Regions from separate parts of the Rattus norvegicus genome. Here all the other regions are linked to region 1. The links are chromatin contacts, called in public Hi-C maps. All regions are on one chromosome and are shown on one strand. The core of a region is the stretch at or near the end of the contact, and the rest is flanking DNA. Distances in the headings are between cores, read along the strand shown.

Region 1 (4,198 bases), core at 553-3,052:
GACAGTTCTCTACAATAAATATGTCCCAGGCACTCTGCTTCAAGCATTTGCTTGTATTTTAATTTGTCCAACAATCTCTCAGAAATACTATCAAAATACCCTGTAAGAGACTGCAATCAAAAGAGATGGCTTGGCTGAGATAAGCCAGTGAGAAAGTGCAGAGTAGTAGGACTGGAATCCGGCCCTCACCTACCTCAGTGCCCCAGTGCTCTAACAAAAACAACATTGTTCACAAGGCAGACAAAAGTTATCAGCAAAGAGGCAGAAGCCAGGCCTCCTTTCTGCATACAGATTCTTAAACCATATGAAGAAGCAGCAGACCGACAGCTGGATGGAGAACCCTCCAGAAATAACATTTCCTCACTCTACCCATTCCCAGCCGCGGCAATAGACCTTCCACACTGCTCTCAGCTTAGAACCTCAACAGGGAACAGCATCTTCGGCAGTACCAAGCATTCTCCAAAGATCCTAGTCACACACAGGCCAAAAAATGAGGAGCTAGGTGAAAAGAAGCCTCTCTTAGCCCCTTTCGGGCCTCAGTTTTCTCATTCTGTAAAATGGGGCAAAAGTACCGTTTGTATTTGCTGTCTTTTTCAGACAAGACCTATATCCTGGCTTCTAGAAGGTGCTCCATAAATGATAGACTATGTCCACTGTCGAAGCTGCTGGGAGGAAGACGGGGGGCTTTATACTAGCATGATACCTTGCCTCCCTGCAAAGTCGCTCTACGCTCTGAGGAGACAGCGAAACAAACTTTGAGGACCCCCAGAACAATTTAATAGGGAGCAGCCTGTAGGGACCAAGGGTTATCCGCTTTCTCCCCCAGCTCTCTCTGGCTGCTGCGCCGAGGATCAGGCGGCCAGCCAGCCCCATAAAGTACTCGGACCAGTTTCCAGATCGGGGGTGCAGGTGAGGACTGGAGAAGGGGATCGACCTTCGCTGGCCAGTCCCAGGGGTTTTATTCCCTTCGCTGTGCGACAGGGCCAGAAACCGATCCTAGAAAGAGCTCCCTGCCCGCCTGCCCCCAACGAGAGGAAGGGAATCGGCGGAAGGGGGCGGGGAGGAGGAGTGGTCGGGTCTCTCCGGCCGGGATTTGCCTGGACTTGAAGACGCTTGCTCTACCAGAGCACAAACCCAAAGAGCCACGAGAAGGCGTCCCCTCTCATTGGCCAGGAGTCCAAAGGAGCCAAGGAGGGCTCCGCAGCCCCCTCCCTCCTAGGGAGGTGGGGGGGGGGAGAGCGAGGGCAGTGGGAGGGGAAGGGAGGGAGAGCGGAGGCTGCAGTTGATGCAACCCTAGCCCTAGCTTACGTGCTCTCAGACCCTTGAGCCCGGGGGGCGCACCAGACTTAGCCCGGGTCAACCCGAAGCTCGTCTGTGGCTGGAAGAGAGCGGCTTCGCCCGGTTGTTGCTTACCTCTCGGGTCCCGGGGCCGGCCACACCGCCCCTGGTGAACGGCAGGTAGCCCTTGATCTCCCCATGGCACTCGGAGTCGGCTACGATCATGGTGTGCGCCAGGACCCGGCCGCGGCTCGTCAGCGCCCCGGGCACCCGTGGGGGTCTGAGGCGGGCGCGCAAAGGAGGCCCGGACTAGGGGTCGCCGGGGAAGCTCGAGATCCCCGGGGTATCTCTCCGAACGAGGAGAACTGGCGATACCGCGCTGGACACTCCTTCCAGCCCAGCTTGGAGAACTGTGGCCGGCCTTGGAGGCCTGAGATTGGCCGCGGCGCAGAGGTTTTCACGGCCCGGAGTGCCTCGGAAGTCCGCAGTGGCCAGCGCTGCTCGCGAAGCCGGCGCTCCTCACCATCCCCACCACGGAACTGCCAGCGCTCGCCCGGCTCTGTCAGCCCGCTGCGGTCCCAGGGGGAGGGCGGGGACACAAAAGTCCCACGGAGCAGCCAATCAGATGCCTGTTTCCCGGGGAGGCGGAGCCGACACCTCCCTCCCGAGCCAACCGTCCCTCCAATCAGCTTCGACAGGACCTGGGAACTCTGGGAGCTGTAGTTGGCCTCGCACAGATGCTGCAAACTTTTGCAAGCCGGGGTTACTTAGTCAGATCTCTGGCAATACCAGATGAGAGTGACAGCCCAGGGAGTCATTAGGACTGCGTGATGAAACGGGACTTCACGGGGCTGGGCCAGACAGCCAGGTGTGAAATCCCTTCTGAGTAAGTTCTTCAGTTTTCCAGTTCCTGGAGGGACTGGTTAGGGCTGCAGAGAGTTCCACATCCAGTTGTTCTAATTATAGACCAAAACCCGCATATTTGAAGGCCAAGAGCCACCACCCTGTCCCCTCAGGCCTCGAGAGATCTGCACCCTCAGAAACACTAGGCTAAGGAAATCACCTTATTTGTGGAGTCTCTGGAAAGGCCCTCATTGAAATACCCTTGGTAATCTCAAATTTAATCGCAATCCTCGTTGCTACAATTTCCCCTCTTCTGTTCTGCCTTGGGTGCCTTCGCTGCAGTCTTCCACCCTCCTGCGGCTCCTGGAAACTTTGTAACTTAGGTGTTTGGCTTGGTCTATTTCTCTCTTCTCCCTCTGGCCACTCCTCTCTGACTCCTCTTTTTCCATCCACTCCCTAAACGTGGGTGCTCTTCTAGTTTCTGTTTTTATCCTTCTTTTCTTTTTCTAGACATGCACCCTCATGACTTCTCAGTTCTCACCTCTTCCATTCAGCCCCTCAGCTCATCTAAACCTGATTCACCCATCCCCTTCTAGCAATCTCCTTCACTCCCCCCTCTCCCCCCCAGCTGGGGACCGAACCCAGGGCCTTGCACCTGCTAGGCAAGCGCTCTACCACTGAGCTAAATCCCCAACCCTTCACTGTTTTTCTTGAGGCCTCTTCTTTTAAGTTTCTCTTTATTCTAGTCAAGGAGTCCTGAACTGGGCTGGAGCCGACTAATCTTCTCAGTTCCTGCCTGAAATAGTCTTGAGTTTAGGCTTATGATACCAAAAGATGATCTTCTGACTTGGTCTAATGCCTTCCAAAGGGAAGGGAGTTCACCCACACTCTCCTGAGCTCCCTAAAGTCTTGGGCTGGGCCTTTCTCTCTGGATTTTAATACTTTCCATGATGTGCCTTGTGTGGTTGTTTGCTGTATATTTGTCTTATCTGAAAGTTTTTTTACTACAAATTTGTTGACCGCAGTGTCTACATTTAGGCTTTTTTTTTTTTCTTTTTTCTACTTTATGCCATCTGGCACAGTTTGCTTCTAGTAATATACCCTTGGTCACTGACTGTCTCTTTGGGTTAATTCTCTACTAAACAGTTCTATATCAGATACAGCTTTCTCCTTAAACAACATAGACTCTCAGTCTAGTGGTGGTGCACAACTTTAATCCCAATACCCAGAAAGCAGAGGCAGGTGGAGTCCTGAGTTCGAGGCCTGACTGGTCTATAAAGCGAGTGCCAGGATAGCCAGGCCTACACAGAGAAACCCTGTCTCAAAAACCAAAACAAACAAACAAACATACAAAGGCATACACTCTGTGGGATGAAGAATATTACAGTGTCCACTTAGGACCCAAAGGCCTTGGGTTCTATTCCCAAAGACACACACACACACACACCAACAGAAATAACTATAATGTCAGTAGCCAGGGTAAAAACTTTTTTCAGTAGTATTTTATCAGCTACCGGATAAAGTTAAACCTCTAGGTGGCTCCTCAAGGCCTGCCAAGATAGGTTTCAAGCTACGTCTTCAGTCTTATCTGTCACACCCATGATCCTTCAACTTTTCGATACTCCTCTGCGAGTTCTACTCCTTGAAGCGACAGGGAGCATTTAGAGCCTTCATCCTGTTGGTGGCCAAAAGGAAGCCTTCGAGATGCCGCTTACTCCCAAAGCTGCCTCCGTCATCCCTGCTGAAAGTCATCTTGCCTCTGTTCCTTAACACCTTTAACCTCCTCCCGGCCCTGTGTAGCTTTGTTGCTGTGTTTACAGCTCTCACCCCTTCCTTCCAGTTAACGGACTTTAATACCAGCCACTGGCACGAGGTGAACACACTCCGGTAAAACCGACTGTCCATGGCACAGCATCTTCTGACTGCATGAGGCTGGGGGAAACGTCAGTTAAAGCAGTAAGGACGTCTATCTCTGGATCGCTCCCTCATTGGCTTGGGGTATTAGACTTTTGTTTTCAGTCCTGGGATTGAATCAGGGTCTTGTACATGCTACAAAGTGCTCCCTTGGGCTATTCCT
Region 2 (4,568 bases), core at 904-3,403, 180 kb before region 1:
TGGGAATGCACAAACATGCAGACTGCAGAAGGTGCTGGAGCCTCTGGAGCTGCTAAATGTGGATGCTGAGACTCAAACTCCCGTTCTCTGAAGAGTGGTATAACCCTCACCCATCGAGCCATTTCTCAGGCCATTTAGATAAAATCTCCCCATGTGCTATATATATATATATATATATATATATATATATATATATATTTTTTTTTTTTCCCCCCACAAAACCTGAGGTAGAAAACAAGGTTAAAATTGTTGTTCTGAAGGAGTGGCACGTGCCTTTAGTCTGAGCACTCAGCAGAGTTCCAGGACAGCTAAGGTTACATAGAGAAACCCCGCCCCCCCCCCACCCAAATACCTCACCCCAGCAATAGATAAAAATAATATTGTTGCTCTTCCAGAGAAACTTGGTTGGAGTGCCAGCATCCACATGGTGGCTCATAACCATCTAAGTCCATTTCTCGGGGTTCCCATACACACGGTACACAAAAACACAGGCAGGCAACATTGACACATTAGTAAGGGGCTAGAGACATGCTTTGGCCATTAAGAGCATTGATTGCTCTCTCCCAGAGGACCCAGGTTCAATTTCCAGCACCACCCACATGGCAGCTCAGAAGTATAGGGCTCTAGATAGGGAAGCGGACACTTTCATAGTTACATGTGCACGCAAAACACTGATGCACAAATTATATACTTGAAAACTTTTAAAAAAAATAAATCTTGGGCTGGGGATTTAGCTCAGTGGTAGAGCGCTTACCTAGGAAGCGCAAGGCCCTGGGTTCGGTCCCCAGCTCCGAAAAAAAGAACCAAAAAAAAAAAATAAATAAATAAATCTTGAAAAAAATTAAGGAGGCGGGTTAAGACTTTAATCCCAGACTTAGGGAGGGAGAGGAGGGAAAATCTATGAGCTGGAGGCCGGCCCACTCTACAGAAGGAATTCCAGAATAGCTAAGGCTACAGAAACATTGTGTTGAAAGACAAAAGGGAGAGTCCAGCAAGTTATCAATAATCATAGATGGGGGATCGGGATTTTCTATTCAGGATTAAGCTATTAAATACTTGTGTCTAAGTGCATACATGCTCTCTCTGCATTTACATGCCTGTGTTCATGGAGCCCAGGGTATTAGGTGGGTGCTGCTATGTATCAGGTGCACTAACCACTGAACCATCGCTAACCCCATTTTTTTTTTTGTTTTTTTCGGAGCTGGGGACCGAACCCAGGGCCTTGCGCTTCCCGCTAACCCCATCATTAATCTCTTTATAAGACCCTGTTTGTGGCACACCTGTAATTACAGCACAGACAGGTGGAGCCTGAAGTCAACCTGATCTACAGATTTCCAGGTCAGGACTCACAGGGAACCATCTATTATACACTGGCTGGGATCTTAGCTGTTCTGTGTGCATGTATGGACATGCCACAAGAGGCCATCAGATCCCATCATAGTTCTGAGGCACCAAGTGGTTGGCAAGAACTGAACCTAAGACCCCCGGAAGAGCAGCCACCACTGGTAAGATTCCCCAACATTTTTAGGAGACAAGACTCACTGTGTAGCCCTAGATGGCCTCTGCCTGGGACTAACCTTTCCTGTTAATTTAGGGTATCATGCACAGTAAGGCAAGCATTAAGCTACACTCCCCAGTCCTGTATACTTATTAAGCATTAAATTGTAAGCATGTCTACGTAGCTGGGCATTTGAAGGTTACCAAGACAACTGTGATTGAGGACAACCTCTGAAACTGGGAGGTTGGCAATTCTGAAGCAAGGGTGCTTGCATAGGAACAGAAATTGTACTTTAAATCCAGGCAGCTCATCTCACAGAATGCAAGATTTAGTCTCTGACCTCAAGAAAAATTCCTCTTGCACCTTGAAGCCTAGGTACATATTCCTACCCAGGGTCCTCAAGAAACTTAAGGGCAGGTGAAATAGCTGAAGGCAGACTTACACACAGAACCTCCCAAGGTCACCGGATTCCACTCTGGAGTATAAACATTAGCTAGTGTCTATTGAGAATGCTGCTCCATCTACCCTTTCTGTCAGAGGGGGCCACAGATGCAAGTATTGCCCCACTGCAGGCCCAATTTATTTCCAAGAACAGGGAAACATACCAGCATCTTCAGGCCTACCTTCGAGGTGCCCCCTCAATGCCCCCATCATTGAGGGCCCTGACTGCTCCGTGGAGGCAGGCAGCAAGGAGTCATCAACTTCCCATTATGACCTCAGGATCTGTCCACCTTCTATCACAAGGCTACCCAGTTTTAGGACTGTCCAAGTTGAACTGCTTAGGACTAACCTCCCAAATTCACTTGACTAGTTTCCCACCCAACACTATCACCAGAGCAGAAGGAATGTAATTTCAGTACTTGGATGGATCAAACATTCACTCGGTTTATCTTGAACCCATCTGTAGCCGTCTGCATGCACACATTAAATCACAAGAAAAGGCATTCAAAAAGCTTTAATTCAAACTTGTCAGGCATATCACAAAGACTCATAGATTACAACTGGATCGAATAACCCATTCTGGATCTGAACTCATGGCTACAATCTTACAGAGAACATGGGAACAAAAAATATAAAGTTTATATAACATGGTCCTGGGGAAACCTCCTGGACCTCAAAAAGGAGAACCATGCTTCATTTTCACAAATCTAGACACAACCTGTATGGAAAATGTAATTGCCAGACAAAATTGAGTAGGCACAAAAGCTTGTCCAGCTTCCAATGGATGAGGCCATAATATGGACAAGATTTCACCAAGCTGCATATAATTAAAAGGCCTCAAAGTCTTTTATCAAGTAAATCAACAGGCACCTGTACAGATAGATCCTCTTCTTTCCTGAAAGAGGGGGAAAAAAAATACCACAAACATTACATTCCCGAAGGCGGCACAGCAAAAGTCTTATCACCTTTAAATTTTTGTTTCCTGCATGGTTTGTCTCCTCAGTCACGGTCCACAGGACTCTGAGAAGTCGTAGGAATATGCAGGCGCAGACTCGAAGCCCAGCTCCATCTCCAACGTTGTGGAAAGGGACTGTACATCATCGGGCAGTACCCTATGCTCCCGTACGCCACTAGGACAGAGCCCGGGGAGAGTGACCTCCCGGGGTATCCACGTTGGAATGTCTGGTTAGTACTCTAAAAATCAGTCAAACTCAACCAATACAGACTACACACACCCCAATTAGTGTCCCACCACTATTAACTTAGACACACGGAACAAAGAACGTACCTCAATGAGTTCTTTGGGATCACTCATCAATTCTGCAATAGAAGACACTCCGTCAGTAAATTAAACGCTTAAAGTACGCAGACCCACCCCCAGATTGCGATTTAAGACTGTTTCCTGCATGGTTTGTCTCCTCAGTCACGGTCCACAGGACTCTGAGAAGTCGTAGGAATATGCAGGCGCAGACTCGAAGCCCAGCTTCATCTCCAACGTTGTGGAAAGGGACTGTACATCATCGGGCGGTACCCTATGCTCCCGTACGCCACTAGGACAGAGCCCGGGGAGAGTGACCTCCCGGGGTATCCACGTTGGATAGTCACGGGAAAGACATTTCTTTTGACAAAATGTCCCATAGTCCTTGTCAGATCTCCAGCTCGAAACAACGCCTGGCTTCTGAGTGCTGCAACTATCGGTCTCAGGCACCCCATGCAAACAGAACACAACACGTCCACCCAAACTGTTCAGACATCTACGTGAACGGCTCTCTGAATAATGGCAGATGAATGAACAAGAAAACTGCAGAATCTGGCTACCACACGTTGGAGAGAAATAAAATTCGGGGAAAAAGGCTCAACGACTTTTAAGTTAAAATCGAGCGCTCGAAGGCGGCTAACTGCCCAAATCACACCACAGGAACAAAAGAGCCTGTTTTCTTAAGTAGAATCAACCTTAAAGTAAAGTGCGTAGACATCGTTAGTTTCCCAGGCAATAATCCAACTGGCTTTGAGATCCGCGAAAGAAGGCCGGTTATTAGGCCGAGAAGCACGTGTCCACACACCATGCTGGGCAAATGAACCCGGCTTCCCACGCGGAGTCCGCACAGCCGCGACTCTTCCTCTCAAACCCTGGGTGCCGAACCACGAGGGAAAACCCACAGCAGCTGAGATCAGCATATGGTACTCACCTACAGAGTACAGACCCAGAGAGAAACCGGTAAAGAGACAGAATCTCGCCGACGCAGCCGTATTTATACCTTAAGCAACTTCCGGAAGTCAGCTGTTGCCGACTGCGCCTGCGCATGTCACGCGCACTTAGAGCCATTGGAAATGCGCTAAGGCTGATGGGATCTACTTCAGGTCGAGTTTCACCTCAACTGGGATCGGAGACTTTTGCGCTATTAAAGTTTTGGGTCTTGATGGCGTAGAATTGATGAGCTCGTGAGGTTTGTCCTCTCTGCCTGGATACACTGGTATAGGCAAAATGAAAAAAAAAAAAAAAGCTAGGAAACGCTTTCTAGATTCCAGAGCTTGAATCTACTTTGTATGTGGAAGGCACATTTGATACAGAACAGAGGTGCCTCTCGAAGAATTGGCTACAGTTAAGAACTTCCCATGGAGGGGACTG
Region 3 (4,374 bases), core at 233-2,732, 250 kb before region 1:
CCAACAGCTGAAGCTAAGATGCCATACTTCAGATGTTTCCTTAAATACAAATTCCCATCTCACTCCTCAGTTTCCATGTCTTTTCACTGCACACTGAACAGAACCCTCCCACCTCTTCCAGCTGTCCCTTCCTGTCACCCAACCGAGCTTCAGCCATGCTGGCTCTCTTAGTCTTGAGCATTGACTCAGGACCCTCCATCACTCACAGTCCTTATTCTTACCTCTCGTGCACTTGCCTGTAAACTCTTAAAGACAAATTTGTCTGACTTCCCCCACAGGAAACACCCAGCACATAGCAAAAAAAAAAAAAAAAAAAAAGATGGAAGAATGCAACAGTAGCAACTGATTTGTTCTCTAAGGAGAACCATGATAGAAAAATAACGCTGAGGCTGGAGAGATGGCTCAGTGGTTTAAGGAATCTCTTACTCTCGAAGAGGATCTATGGTCAATGCCAGTTGCCACATGGTGGCTCACAACTATCTGTAACTTCAACTCCAAGGCTTCAGATGCCCTTTTCTGACCTCTTTGTGCACCAGCCATGAACATGGCATACATATATAAATGCAGACAAAACACTTTTACGCATAAAATAAATCCAAAATAAAAATCAGACTATAGTCAGTTTGCCACTTAATGGTAACTAAGCTCTTGCATCCAGGACTTTGGACCGGGAGGGTGGATGCGCCTAATAGGAAGAGGATGGAAAGATGGAATGGAATTTGTTTGGGCGGGAACCGTTAGTAGCTGAGATGTTAGACATGTATACATCGGTTTGCAAGATTTCCATTTTACTGAGAATCCTTGCCAGGGGCTAAAACCGCGTGTTGCTTACATGCCTAGCACTTGGAACAGGGAAAATAACAAAAAATGTACTCAAAGCTCAGGACTTAATGGTTTAACGGTTACTGGACCATCCCGGGCTTTGGAGTGAGAATTTTCAGTTCAAGTCGAGAACCTACATCTCTTAGGTAGAATTTCACACAAGTTTCTTCCACTAGTACATGACATTCCAAGTGAAGGACTTAACCACTTCCTCAGACAGCTCTCGTTCAAGTGTTATTGAGCTAGAAATTAAGTAATAGGCACAATCAGCCTCTCTAGTCCCCAAGTTCTCGAGCTGCCAAATAGTTGAAATCTATGCCGAACTGAGGTCCCATCCTCATATCACGACAAAGGCACCAACCAAAAATGGCGACTTGGAAGCCCTCCGAGGCCGTTGGTTACCTAGATATGAGTCGGAAAGAAACATCTAGGACAGGGATTCACGCCGAGGTAGGAGATGCAGTTGGTCCACCAGTCAGCCACACAACACACAGCAGAAAACACAACTGACCAGATAGGCGCTAGGCTCACAGCTCAACCACGTGCTGTAGTAAGGTCTGCGCCTGCGCTAGTCAGGCGCGCGCCCGGCGGCCGGAAGAGCCGCGCGTTTCCGGGTTGGAGGCGGGGAGCGGTGCCGGAAGTGCTTGGGGAGGGCCGCGCAGTCGGACCGGCTGCTGAGACGAAAGCTTCACTGGGGCAGTCTCCGCATATCATGGGGAGATAGACGCTGCTGCCTGTGAGTCTTGGGCCCTGGCAGTTGAGGATGAAGAGCGGGAGGAGGGTGTCAGGACCCAGACCCACAGCGGGTCAGTGCTGGAAGAACTAGGTTGTGGAAGAGACGGGGCTGTGAGGAGCCAGGCTCTTGGGACGGGACTTGAGGGGTTCGGGCTCGCAGAAGCAGCGGCTGTTGGGGACTCGGGCTCTGAATGAGACTTAGGAAACGGGGACGGATGTGAGTTCTGCAGCATCTGAGGGAAATCCTTCTGAGAGGGACACAGATGGTGAAGACCCTGTACTTTATAGGAAGCGAGGATAGGAACGAAACGGGGCGTGAAGACACCGGCTCCAGAGAGGTAAAAGTGGAGCCCGAGTCTCGGGCTCCTAAGAGACAGAAGCAGAACGGTAAAGTCCCAGCTCCTAAGGATTCAGAAACAGGGCAGCAAAGACTTAGGGACTGGAGATAGAAAAGCAGGCAGAGAAGACTTGAGTTTGAAAGGGAACAGAAATGGGCAGTGAGGACTGGGTCTTCTTTGGGGACAAGATCTGGGCTTTCAGACTCAAGAGTTTCTGAAGGGACAGGGATGTGAGGACCCGAGCTCCTAAAAGTGGAAGATCTAAGGGGTCCTTGAAGGCTGGGAGATCAACCTTCCAGGGAAAGAGGTTGAAAAGATTTAGCGATCTGTTCTCTGTACCCAGAGGGTTACGATATGTTCGGGGGAAGACTTCTTGGCGCTGCCTATTTGGCTTTTTGCATTTAGGCTGCTTCTTGTGTCAGATACTTAATCTAGAAAACCCACACAAAACATCTTCGTTTTTCTTCATTATTGTGAATCAGATATAAAGTTGAAAGCGGTTGAACTCAAATATATATATATATGTTACTTAAGCCCTATTCCATTCAGTCCCTGTGGAGCACAGATCTCTGCATCACAAGCAAACTGTCATAGATGGAAGGGCAGCAAAAGATCATTTTGAATTCTTTTACATTTCAGGAAAAGAGGGGCCAAAGAAAGATTAGCATCACTATGAGCCAATTCGGTTATACCGACCTCTACCATGTACAGCAAATAAGAGATGCTTGGTTGAAATTACTCGAATAAAATGCTTTTAGAATCTCTACCCTCAAACTCAGAAGGGATTTTTTTAATGGATTTTAATATTTTAGTACCTATTATGGCATTGTGTTACAATGTGAGGAAACAAACTTAAGTGAAACCCATTTTACTTACTTTTCAAAAATGTGTTGAGAAATTCACAAGTAAATGTGACCTAGAATATTTTCTAGGGATTGCTTTTAGAAGAGTGACTTGGACCTTGTCGTTTCTCTTCATAAAGATCCACGACTGAAACCTCCTCAGATGAATCGGGCAAAACTTAATCACTTTGGGTTTTTTTTTTGTTTGTTTGTTCTGTTCTCTTTCCTTCCCTCCCTCCTTTCTCTCTCTCTCTCTCTCTCTCTCTCTCTCTCTCTCTCTCTCTTTCTTTCTTTCTTTCTTCCTTTTTTAAGACAGTTTTTCTGTGTAGCCCTGGCTATCCTGGAACTCACTCTGTAGGCCAGTCCGGTTTCAAACCCCAAGAAATCCTCCTGTCTCTGCCTTGGGAGTGTTAGGATCAAAGGTGTGTGCCACCATGAACAACTTCAACACTTTCAAGCATTCCATTACTTTGTTATCACAATTCCACAGTTAAGTATGGTTAGTCATGTTGTACTATGTCTTATGTCCATAGAGGATAAGGAGTTTGTCTTAAACAGCATAGTATGGAGTAGCTTATCCCCAGATGTGCCTCTAAAACTGTCTTGAACTTTCCTAAGTGGACTCCCCTCCATGTGTAATTTGCATGTGAGCAAAATATACATAATATTTATAAAGCCTGCCACTGAATGAAAGCACACCCCTCCTCCCCCAACTATTTAGCTCCTCCTAGCCTGGAAATTGCTATGTAGACCAGGCTGGCCTCAAACTCTGAGAGCCACCTGCCTCTGCCTTCAGAGCCCTGGGATCCAAAGCTGCACCATCATACCCAGCTTCTTCCTTAACTCCTTTTAAAGTCAAGGACTGTGACGTTTAGGATACCTCCATAGTATTTGAGATCTTAAGTTCCTGTGTTTTCACAGAAGCATAGATATTCCAGGTAGAAAGAGAAATATTTGTAGACTCCTACAATAGAACAGGTTATATTTAATTTTTTTGAAAATTAGGGCGACATCATTAATTGCTAGTGTGTACTAGATGTGGACGCTTGGGCTAACATAGCCAAGCATCATAGTGCTTGACTGTGATCCCATTACATTGGAGGTAGAGGCTGGAAAATTAGGAGTTCGATGTCAACATGAGACTTTATCTCAAAGGAAAAAAAAAAAAAAGAAGCAGATCAGGTGAGGTGGTTCTTCTGCTGAGGTGATTGTCACAAAGAGGGATGATTTCAGTTCAGTCTCTGAGTCCTGAGTGATGGAAGGAGAGACCCAACCCCAAAATTATCCTCTGAAAAAGTTTTTTTTTTTTTTTTTTTTTTTGTTATTGTCGTTTTTAACATCCTTGAAGCTATTATTTTTCCGGTAGCTTAGCCGCTACTATTAGTTTTTAAGACTTTTACTAAGGGTGATGAGACTTGTACAGCCGGCACACGAGAAAGACCATCCACAAAGCAAAGGGAGGATTTGTAAAGCTAAAGCCTCTGGTGCCATTTTTTTTTTCTTTTTTCTTTTTTTCGGAGCTGGGGACCGAACCCAGGGCTTTGCGCTTGCTAGGCAAGCGCTCTACCACTGAGCTAAATCCCCAACCCCCTCTGGTGCCATTTTTAAAGGTTTGTTTGTTTGTTCATTTCTTATTG

The links. Hi-C and Micro-C count contacts between places; a contact is called where the count stands out from the background.
Region 2: a contact with region 1 is called in a Hi-C map of the A7r5 cell line, with 2.5 times the contacts expected there. The contact joins the promoter of Rcc1 here to the promoter of Sesn2 in region 1. A contact is called at or near these places in 11 of 12 Hi-C or Micro-C datasets (the A7r5 cell line, the Rat2 cell line, Schwann cells and 7 more) and 1 of 1 datasets of contacts at active chromatin or transcription factors (oligodendrocytes).
Region 3: a Hi-C map of prefrontal cortex shows a contact between it and region 1, with 4 times the contacts expected there. The contact joins the promoter of Taf12 here to the promoter of Sesn2 in region 1. A contact is called at or near these places in 5 of 12 Hi-C or Micro-C datasets (the Rat2 cell line, frontal cortex, mammary epithelial cells and 2 more) and 1 of 1 datasets of contacts at active chromatin or transcription factors (oligodendrocytes).

The regions. Positions count from the first base shown.
Region 1 is chr5:150,003,453-150,007,650 of GRCr8, forward strand. It overlaps Sesn2 (sestrin 2), which reads right to left and starts at 1,803. Exons shown (of 10, transcript NM_001109358.2): 1 at 1,414-1,803. The coding sequence starts at 1,503.
Region 2 is chr5:149,826,278-149,830,845 of GRCr8, forward strand. Rcc1 (regulator of chromosome condensation 1) reads right to left here and starts at 2,154. Exons shown (of 11, transcript NM_001128189.2): 1 at 2,122-2,154. LOC120103240 (small nucleolar RNA SNORA73 family) reads right to left here and starts at 3,116; the gene lies at 2,913-3,116. It overlaps LOC120103239 (small nucleolar RNA SNORA73 family), which reads right to left and starts at 3,536; the gene lies at 3,333-3,536. It also overlaps a transcript of Phactr4 not described here.
Region 3 is chr5:149,755,412-149,759,785 of GRCr8, forward strand. It overlaps Taf12 (TATA-box binding protein associated factor 12), which reads left to right and starts at 1,483. Exons shown (of 6, transcript NM_001115036.1): 1 at 1,483-1,558.